3 separate regions of the Zea mays genome follow, and all the other regions are linked to region 3. Evidence: chromatin contacts called from public Hi-C data. All regions are on one chromosome and are shown on one strand. The core of a region is the stretch at or near the end of the contact, and the rest is flanking DNA. Distances in the headings are between cores, read along the strand shown. Region 1 has its middle 74 kb from the start of LOC100501848. Region 2 holds the start of LOC100273108. Region 3 holds the start of LOC103632727 (putative 1-phosphatidylinositol-3-phosphate 5-kinase FAB1C).

Region 1 (2,863 bases), core at 208-2,707, 310 kb after region 3:
ATGGCAATTAGTGTTTTTAAGCTTCGTAAGAAGGGCAAGTGTGTGGGTGTTTTTGGAAATAAAAGTAATACCACGTGAGCGGGAAGCTCAGTGGTGGTTGAGTGTGAAAATGTGCTACTCCTCTCTCTTGGGTAAAACGACAAAAGTATTGCCTTTCTCTGAAAAAGAAAAGAGCGACTTTAACTCCACCATACCAAGCATGTATTGTATAGGTCCCTCCCTCGTTACGGGCGGGATGGGCTTGCAGAATACCTAGTGTATTCACCCAGATTTTATTTATGTTTTTCAGCAGCTGAAGACTTCTTTTCTGCTATGTTCGACTAGAAGGGGGTTGTGTCTGCACCTAGTCTGCCTGTGGCTTGGGCTAGATGATCTTCCATTGTGCTATGTTCCCAGGCTCGCTAGAGCTTGTATTTTGGTATTGTAATAACTATTATTCGAAACTCTATACTATTTGAAGAAATGAATGTATTTACTAGCCTCCTGGGACTAGTGATTGTATCACATTTGAGTCTCAAAGGATCGGGACGCTTCATATGGCTAGAGACATTATGTCTGTTGCTGCCTCAATTACTTCTTGGGAGTCTACTTTCAGTTTGTCTGGCAGGATTCTTGAGGATCGGCAATGACGCTTGAACGTAGAGACAGTGGAGATGTTGGTGTGCATCAAAGATTGGGAGCTAGGCCAACAACGGACACAACATGATATGGTGGACAATGAGTTAGAGGAGTCCTTCAAAGAGATTTGGCTGGATGAAGAAGGTGCTGCTGCCTGAGTTTGAATTGATCTTGTGAGGCTGAGAATGTGAAGTGTAAAGTGTTTCTGAATTCTGATCTGATCTGACACTTTGGCTTGTAATAACTTTAAATATTTTAATTATAAACTGAGCTGGTCGTACTTTTTTTCCTTTCTAGGGTTTCTTACGAGGTGTGAGTTTTACCTAAGAATGTTTTTAATGAGGCGGCATTGCACTAACAGCTCAATATTTGTGTACATTTTATTCAAACTGTGTTGAATGTTGATTGTGCATGTTTTTGTTCAAACTATGTTTTTCTGTTACTCTTCTGGGCCAGGTCTTTTCGGGCTGGCTCGGCCCGAAAAACGGCCCGAAGGGCCGTGCCTAGGCCCCTAGCGAGGCACACAGGACTGTACAGACCCGGTCCGATAGGCCCGTGGGCCTATTCGTGCCATGCCTATTTAGGCCGTGTCTGGTCTGGGCCCGGACCGTGCCGTATCAGGCGGTCCGCTTGCTCATCTATGGATTGATGTGAGAGGCCGTAAAAGATATTCTTTGTATTCCGGATGAAAAAAAAAAATCCACTCCAGCATCCTGCTGCCTGCAGCGTGGCGTGGAGGCGGTCCGTTTGCTGGGAGCGGCTTCAAGCGTACGCGCGTGGCTTGTCCGCTGGCCACGGCCCACAGGAGCGCCATGGCGTGGTTGCGGTGGCAGCCTGAGGAGGCGTTGGCGGCCCAAGCCGAGGAGGCGCTAGCGACCCGATGGAGGCTGAGGCATGGGCGCATGGCCCATGCGGTTAGGTGGAATTTGAGTTTGGGCTGGATTAGGACTGCAAGTCCTTATAAATAGAGACTGTTTTTTTCTTTTTCTTAGAACGCACATTAGAAATTTTAGACTCTAGATTAGATTTATTGGAGAGATTAATCTAGATTTTTCAGGAGATATCAAGGGAGAACTCTCTGGTGCTTTGGAGGAGCACTTTTGTACACAAATTTTGATGATTAAATAATTGATTATGCAATATTAGTGCGGCAATGTTATTCCTCTTTCTTTGTTTGATTAATTGGATTATTAGTTTTGGTTCTAGATTGAATATTTGTTTTCAATGGTGACCGATGTTTTGGCACATCTAGATTATTACTAAGGCATCTATTAACTGATCTACAAAGTTTGAGATATTAATCTTTTCCGGTTATTGTTTAATTTCGAAAGAGTAGCGCTATTTGAAGAAAAGTTTATTCAGCACCGGTTGAGATGGTTTGGTCATGTCCACCGGAATGCCTCAAAGACACCGGTGCATAGAGGCATCATAAGACGGGACAATAATGTGAAGAGATGTAGAAATTGATCAAACTTAACATGGGAGGAAGCAATCAAAAGGGATTTGAAGGAATGAAAAGTTGTGTTTGGATAGAAGTGCTTGGAAAGAAGCTATCCACATGACTGAACCGTGATTATGCCTTTTTTTTCTTTTAGTGCTTCAAAAGCTTTTCTCCTCCCCTTTCTCTTTCTTTATCCTTTTGGTGACATCTTATTGGCTTTCAACTCTAGCATATCCCAACTTGCTTGAGACTAAAAGACTATGTTGATGTTGATGATGATGATGATGTTTAATTTCGAAATTAGATCTAGATTAATTTTCATTACTCTCTGGATCAATGATCTTGTTTCGTTAATAACTTTAGACCAGAATTCCGATCGACGCGATTATAGTTGGGTTAGACATAATTTTATCTAGTTTAATCTGTTACATTTTGAGATCAATCCAAGTTATGGATTTTGGTCGGCAATGTTTTTACTAACGTAACAACAATCTGTTCAGATTTATAAAAGTGCTATATTTTGGTTTTGTGATTAGAAGAAAGTGGCGTAAATATTTTTATGCTTCCGCAATATTTCACCGCCCTGATTGCCTATTTTAACGTCATACGATCCTAAAGATATCTCGACGAAGCATCAGACAGACTAAATTATCAAAATTTTTATTTGCTGAGTCTGAGCTAGAGCATTTGGTGCGTTGTATTTCAGGCAAAGGGTCGCTGAACCCTAAAAAAATGGCTATTGTGGAGCGGTGGCCTACACCAAAGAATTAAGGAGTTGAGGGATATTCTGGGCTTAACAGGATA
Region 2 (2,700 bases), core at 124-2,623, 320 kb before region 3:
TGTTGTTGATGGCAAAAGGCGGCTGCTTGAACGCAGTACCGTTCGGAAGGCTAGGCGAGCTCTGGACCCTGAACATCGGACTGTTCTGGTTGAACGGCGACGAGACCGGAGTGACTCTAGCCCCGTTCAGCGCATGCTGCGTGCGGTGCGCGGCGGCGTAGTGCGTGCTGTCGGGGCCGAACGACCTCTGCAAAAGCATCATCAGAGGCCCGAAAAGGGACCTAGATGTATCAGTAAAAACTCGGAAGCTGACATGGACCAGAACCAAGAAGGGCAGCCGCGCAAACCTGGTGCGTGAGGATACGAGGGGCCGGGTTCTTGGCGCCGTCGAAGGAGGAGAACTGGGGGAACGAAGCTGACCGGAACGACATCAACGCCGGGGCGGCGCCGGGCTTGCTAGCGAAGGACCAGTCCATTGCCGGGGCTGCTGCTGCTGCTCCTGCTCCGCCGAAGTAAGCTGGGGAGAGAGATTGCACACATGCCTCTGACAATCAGACGCCGGCACATAAATACACACAGCAAAGCAAGAACCCAGAGATGGATCCGTTAACCATCCCCATCCCACACGAGCGATCAGACTACTAGCAGCTCGAAATCAACTAACGACACGCGCGGCTGTCCGAAAGGCTCGGCCAGCCTCTCCCGGAAACATCGTCGCTTTCTTCACGTATTAACTCTCCCCACAATCGAGCGTACACGGCAGGCCGGCCGTCAAAAGGAATTCGGCAGGCATGCCAGCCAAGCAAGCCCACACTCTTTGTTGCGAAGATAAAGTAATCAGCAACAAAACACACACAGAGAAAAGAGAGAGAGAGAGGAAAGGGACGCTTGAATTTCGCAGCGCACCCATGCCGCATCTCGCCGCACCGAATGGAGCGAACCCAACCCCAGCACGGCAAGAAACTAGGGCACGGCTCGGTGCGGGCACAGATCAAGAAACGCAGCGCGGCAGGCGGCGAAAGGAGGCCGGGAGCATACCAGATTCCTCCGCGCCTGCCTCCTCCTTGTGCGGGTGCTGCTGCTCCTTGCCGATCGCGGCCAGGAAATCCCTCTCCATCCAACTGGACTCCGGAAAGGAGGCACCAGATTTTGCCATGCCCTCCCGAGGTAACTGCTGGTGGGTGGAGTGGAGAGACAAACAGCGGCAGCCCCCTCCAGGCTCAAGCAAGCTCTGTGAAGCCTCTCTCCCCTCAGCTCCTCGCCTTCTCGTCCGCCCCTCCACTAGCTAGTGATGACGGTGCGCGGCAGCATTGAAAATTCTCCTCTCTCTTCTCCTCTCCTCTTGTAGTTGTAGGCCTGCCGTGTGCCCGTGTGTGCTATTTGTGTTTGTTTAATGGCTTGCGCTTCACTTTTTAATTGAAAACGAGGGCATTAGGAAACAAAAAAATAATTAAAAATAGGAGTAGGAAACAAAAGAAATAAAGGAGTGGTTCGCGTGGCGACTAGGGGCCAGCGGGCCCGGGCCGCGGTGACCGGATCGCTCGCGTCGTTCTCGGCGGGGCCCGCGCCACGTTTACCGGTTCCCCCGGTCGAGTCCCCCACGTGGTACGACACAACGTCCTTCCTGCTGCACTCTGCCTGGTTACGTCGAACGCCACTGACATTTTGGGCGGAGAGGAATGGAACCCCGCATGTCGGTGGAAGAGTGTGCGGCGACCGAGCGTCCAGCGTGGCTCAGACGCGGTGGGCGGGTCGTTGATAGGACGACACGTGTCCGGGAAGGAGAGCGCACGAGGTGAACCGTGGTGGGCGGCCAGTGGCTCCCGCGGTGGGGCCTCGGGATTCTCTGCGCGGGGAACGGGTCCCACGTGAGTTCTGCTCCGGACCACGATTCACGAGGCCACCGAACTTTTTACATTTTAACCTTGTTTTAGGACCGTTTGTTTTCTCGTTAAACTTTAGCACTATATTTTTTTCTTCTGAAGTTTAGACGCTAAAGAAACAAACATGTGACAAAAAGTGTTGTGCTAAAGTTTAGCATATATTAGCACTTTAGCTCAACCAAAGATGATAAAACTATGCTAAAAATAGTCTCCAATCCTATTTTGCATGGATTACCCCTTTCACTCTCCCACCATTGGCCGCCGCAGTTGATAAAGTTTAGCACTTTATCCAAACAGTCCTCAAGTGCTAATGTTTAGCACATGCTAAATTTTAGCAGCCGCTAAACTTTAGCACTAGAGATATAAACATACCCTTAATTTTAATTTCGTATCTCTAATACAACTATTAATGTGTTTGGATTAATGGTATCTTACTCATTTAGTATATGGCTATATGCCAGGTAGAATGAAAAGCTGATGTGACATGTGAGTAAAGAGGAAAGAGAATAAAGATTTTAATAGAGATGTCGCTCAGGCACGATTCATACTCTTGTATACATCTAACATTTAATAATCCTGTAAGACTATTGAACATCAGATGATATTATAATTAGGACAACTATATCTTGTATAGCAACATATGATTTGGCAAGTTGTATATCGTGATAAGAAATAGTGGGTTAGGAATAGCCTAAGGCTACTCCAAATAAGAGTTTCATTGTGTTATTCTTAATATTGCGCACCATCAAGAATGAGATGAAAAAAGAATAAAACATGCAAAAGTTTTAGTTCATGATTTTACATGCTAAAATGTCAATTAAATGTTGCATCGAAATGACCAATAAAAATGTATGAAATGAAAAAAATTGCTCTCAAT
Region 3 (2,779 bases), core at 210-2,709:
CTGACTCGTCAGCAGCCTCCTCATCCACTCGCCTGCATCCACAGCCAAAAATCGATTCAAAGGTTATTCAACCCCAATCAGAATTCAGAAAGACAATTGACAAATCACAAAGATATACACATGTCATGTGTTTGCCCTAGCCAGCCAATATGTTTGTAACTTGCCCACGCCGGCACTGCCGGTGTTGTTTGGTTCGCCGAAATGTAACGCAAATGGCATGGGGTAATGGATACTGATACTTTTGTTTAGTTGAGCTCTTTCTAGTAACCATTCCAATTATAACTAGTAACCATTACCGCCGGTAAGAGATCCCATTATCATTACTGAACCAAACAGCACAGTTTCAAGTCCATAGAAAAAGGAAGGATAAATACAGTTCCCAGTCAATCGACCAGACAACTTAAACTTCCATGTTTTTAAGCAACGCTTGACTTTTTTAGGTATCTATTTACGGCAAGTTGTAAGAACTGCGGTAGACTTGCATTTACCTAGTATCACAGCCGGGAGGATGAGAGCGCGGGCCGGCATCGGCTTGGCCTCCAGATCTCGCCTCGGTCAGGCGGCGCGGGGGCGTGGGCGGCCCGACGGGCGAAGCCGGCCCCTGGGCCTTGGGCGTGGTCACGCCATGGCCCGCCTCCTGGCACCGCCGCGTCTCGATCCGCGCGAGCTCGCCCTTGTGCACGTGCCGCTGCTCCAGGTCAGTGGCGGCGGCAAGGGATCTGGCCTTACCCACCGCGAACTCCAGCAACCCCATCCCCGATAGGGCGATACGGCACGCTAAGATCAAAACCAACTGTGGGGAAAGATGGAGAAGTTCCGAACAAGTAGCAGGAGACGAGGCGAAGCGACGCGGCCACGCCCGAAGCTTCCTTCGTCCGCTGATTGCGTCCCGTCCAAGTCAGCGCCTCACCACACCCGACACGGGACCAACCACCCTGCGCGGGTGCGGCAGGGCCAGCGGCCCGCGGCGCCGCTGAGTGAGACGGCTCTCCCGCGGTCCCGCCTCCAGCGAGAGAGAGAAAGAGAGAGCGCGCGCGCAATGCCGCCGGGACCGGGGTTCAGCTTCGGCAGGTGCGGGGACGGGGGGACGGCGCGCGAGAGGCGGGGTCGGGAGATGCCAATTCAGAGCCGCGCCGCGTAGCGAGTAGGACGGCAGGACGAGAACGCAGAGTGCATGCTCGGAGAGACGGAGGTTGGAGAAGAGCGGCGGCGGCGGCGGCGGCGGCGGTTCTTATTATGTGGGGCGGGTGGGAGATTTGCGAGAGATACAGGACAGTGACGGGCAGACGCTCGCCGCGGCGGGTGGGATTTTTATTTAACCGCTTGGGCGCGCGCGGTGGAAATCCTGGCTCGTTATCCGGTGTCCCTCCGTTTCGATGGCCAGGAAGGAAAGCATGAGACGGGGACGGGTCTCAAGTCTGTGTGAGAAAAAAAAAATTGTTATTTTGCCGCTCTCAAGTTTGTGTGATGAGTACCGTGTGCGTCTTGTCGTCGGCGGACGGCGGGTGGCTTTCTTGCTTTGGCTAGCGTCCATTTTCCCCTGGCCTTGTTTTTTTACTAGCACTCATATATTGACGTTCTTTACCACTAAAATCAGAGGAGGAATGTGAGCCAACTAAAATCAACAGTGGAAGGTCTTTTTCTTAGAGAAGAGGATACATATGTTGGATGTATTCAGGTCACCATCCATTCTACATTTCTACTCTGTTTTCTTGTGTCGATGGTACGATTCTCTTGTGTCAATGCAAAAGGTTTAGGTGTTGTTTAGTTCACGAAATGTAATATAACTAGTAACGGTAATGATTTACACTCGAGTACCGGTGGTAACAAGTTTGAATAGATCGGTATTAGTTTCTAGTGTGATATTTAATTACGATTGAAGCTAAACAAACATGATATAATGTTATCAGTTCTCCATCACGTTATAAATACGCTAACCAAACGGCAACTTATATGACATGAATTATTGAATTTTTACTGTCTATATAAAAAACATAAAGCACACAACTATATAGCCAATATATACTCAATGTTTTAAAGACAAATTTATATGTGCTCAAAAAATGGATGGATAAAATAAGGAAATGACTATTTACGCGGTGTTATTTCTTTCCATACCCACACCTTTACACTGTATTTTGAAAGTAATAGCGAAGAGGAACCAACTATATTCTATGACAAGCGATAAAGTAATTGGGACTTCTTTATGGCTCTTAATTCCAAAAAAATAAAACATAAAGTACGGTGATTGAGACCCACATACGAAGTGGCACATGGGGTTATCGTGTCTTTATAGGTTAGGGATGTGTGCTAATCAGTTATGTTAGTGCAATTGCGCAATCAAGTGATCCGGTACATCCAATCAAAATTCAACAGTGACTACTATTTTATATTTAACCCCTTCAACCTAATCCTAAAACCTAGTTGTTATTTTACATTTAACCTTTTCCATCTAAAATAGCAATCATCGTTGGATTTTTTTGATTTTTATTGAATACACTAGATCATTTGATTGTATGATTACACCAATATAACTGATTGCATAGATATGTTTCCCTAGTAGTAAATACAGTATCATCTTTTTTTTACTCCGAGGCTATTTTTATGGAAATTTTGTAATACTTCTTTAACATTATCACAACATCAAAAGTGTTATAAAACTAAGAATAAAAATTGTCTTTTAATATAAAAGTTTGTTTCACTATTTCACACACTAACATATTAACTAAATGACCGATAAAAAAATAGTAAAATATTGTAACTAAATCACTTTTAATAG

Evidence for each region. Hi-C and Micro-C count contacts between places; a contact is called where the count stands out from the background.
Region 1: a contact with region 3 is called in a Hi-C map of tassel, with 2.0 times the contacts expected there. The contact joins the enhancer-like site here to the promoter of LOC103632727 in region 3. A contact is called at or near these places in 2 of 25 Hi-C or Micro-C datasets (ear and tassel).
Region 2: a contact with region 3 is called in a Hi-C map of ear, with 2.6 times the contacts expected there. The contact joins the promoter of LOC100273108 here to the promoter of LOC103632727 in region 3. A contact is called at or near these places in 2 of 25 Hi-C or Micro-C datasets (ear and leaf mesophyll).

Annotation. Positions count from the first base shown.
Region 1 is chr7:114,028,339-114,031,201 of Zm-B73-REFERENCE-NAM-5.0, forward strand. No RefSeq gene overlaps it. Among protein-coding and RNA genes, the nearest start is that of LOC100501848, 74 kb to the right of the region's middle. Within about 2 kb of position 1,458, at least 16 of the 20 cell types and tissues checked have an H3K27ac peak or open chromatin away from gene starts, as enhancers often do. A contact at or near this core is called in ear and tassel, where this site is marked.
Region 2 is chr7:113,402,048-113,404,747 of Zm-B73-REFERENCE-NAM-5.0, forward strand. It overlaps LOC100273108, which reads right to left and starts at 1,374. Exons shown (of 7, transcript NM_001147557.2): 1 at 979-1,374; 2 at 288-457; 3 at 1-187. The coding sequence starts at 1,096.
Region 3 is chr7:113,722,540-113,725,318 of Zm-B73-REFERENCE-NAM-5.0, forward strand. It overlaps LOC103632727 (putative 1-phosphatidylinositol-3-phosphate 5-kinase FAB1C), which reads right to left and starts at 1,460. Exons shown (of 11, transcript XM_008654468.3): 1 at 489-1,460; 2 at 1-32. The coding sequence starts at 754.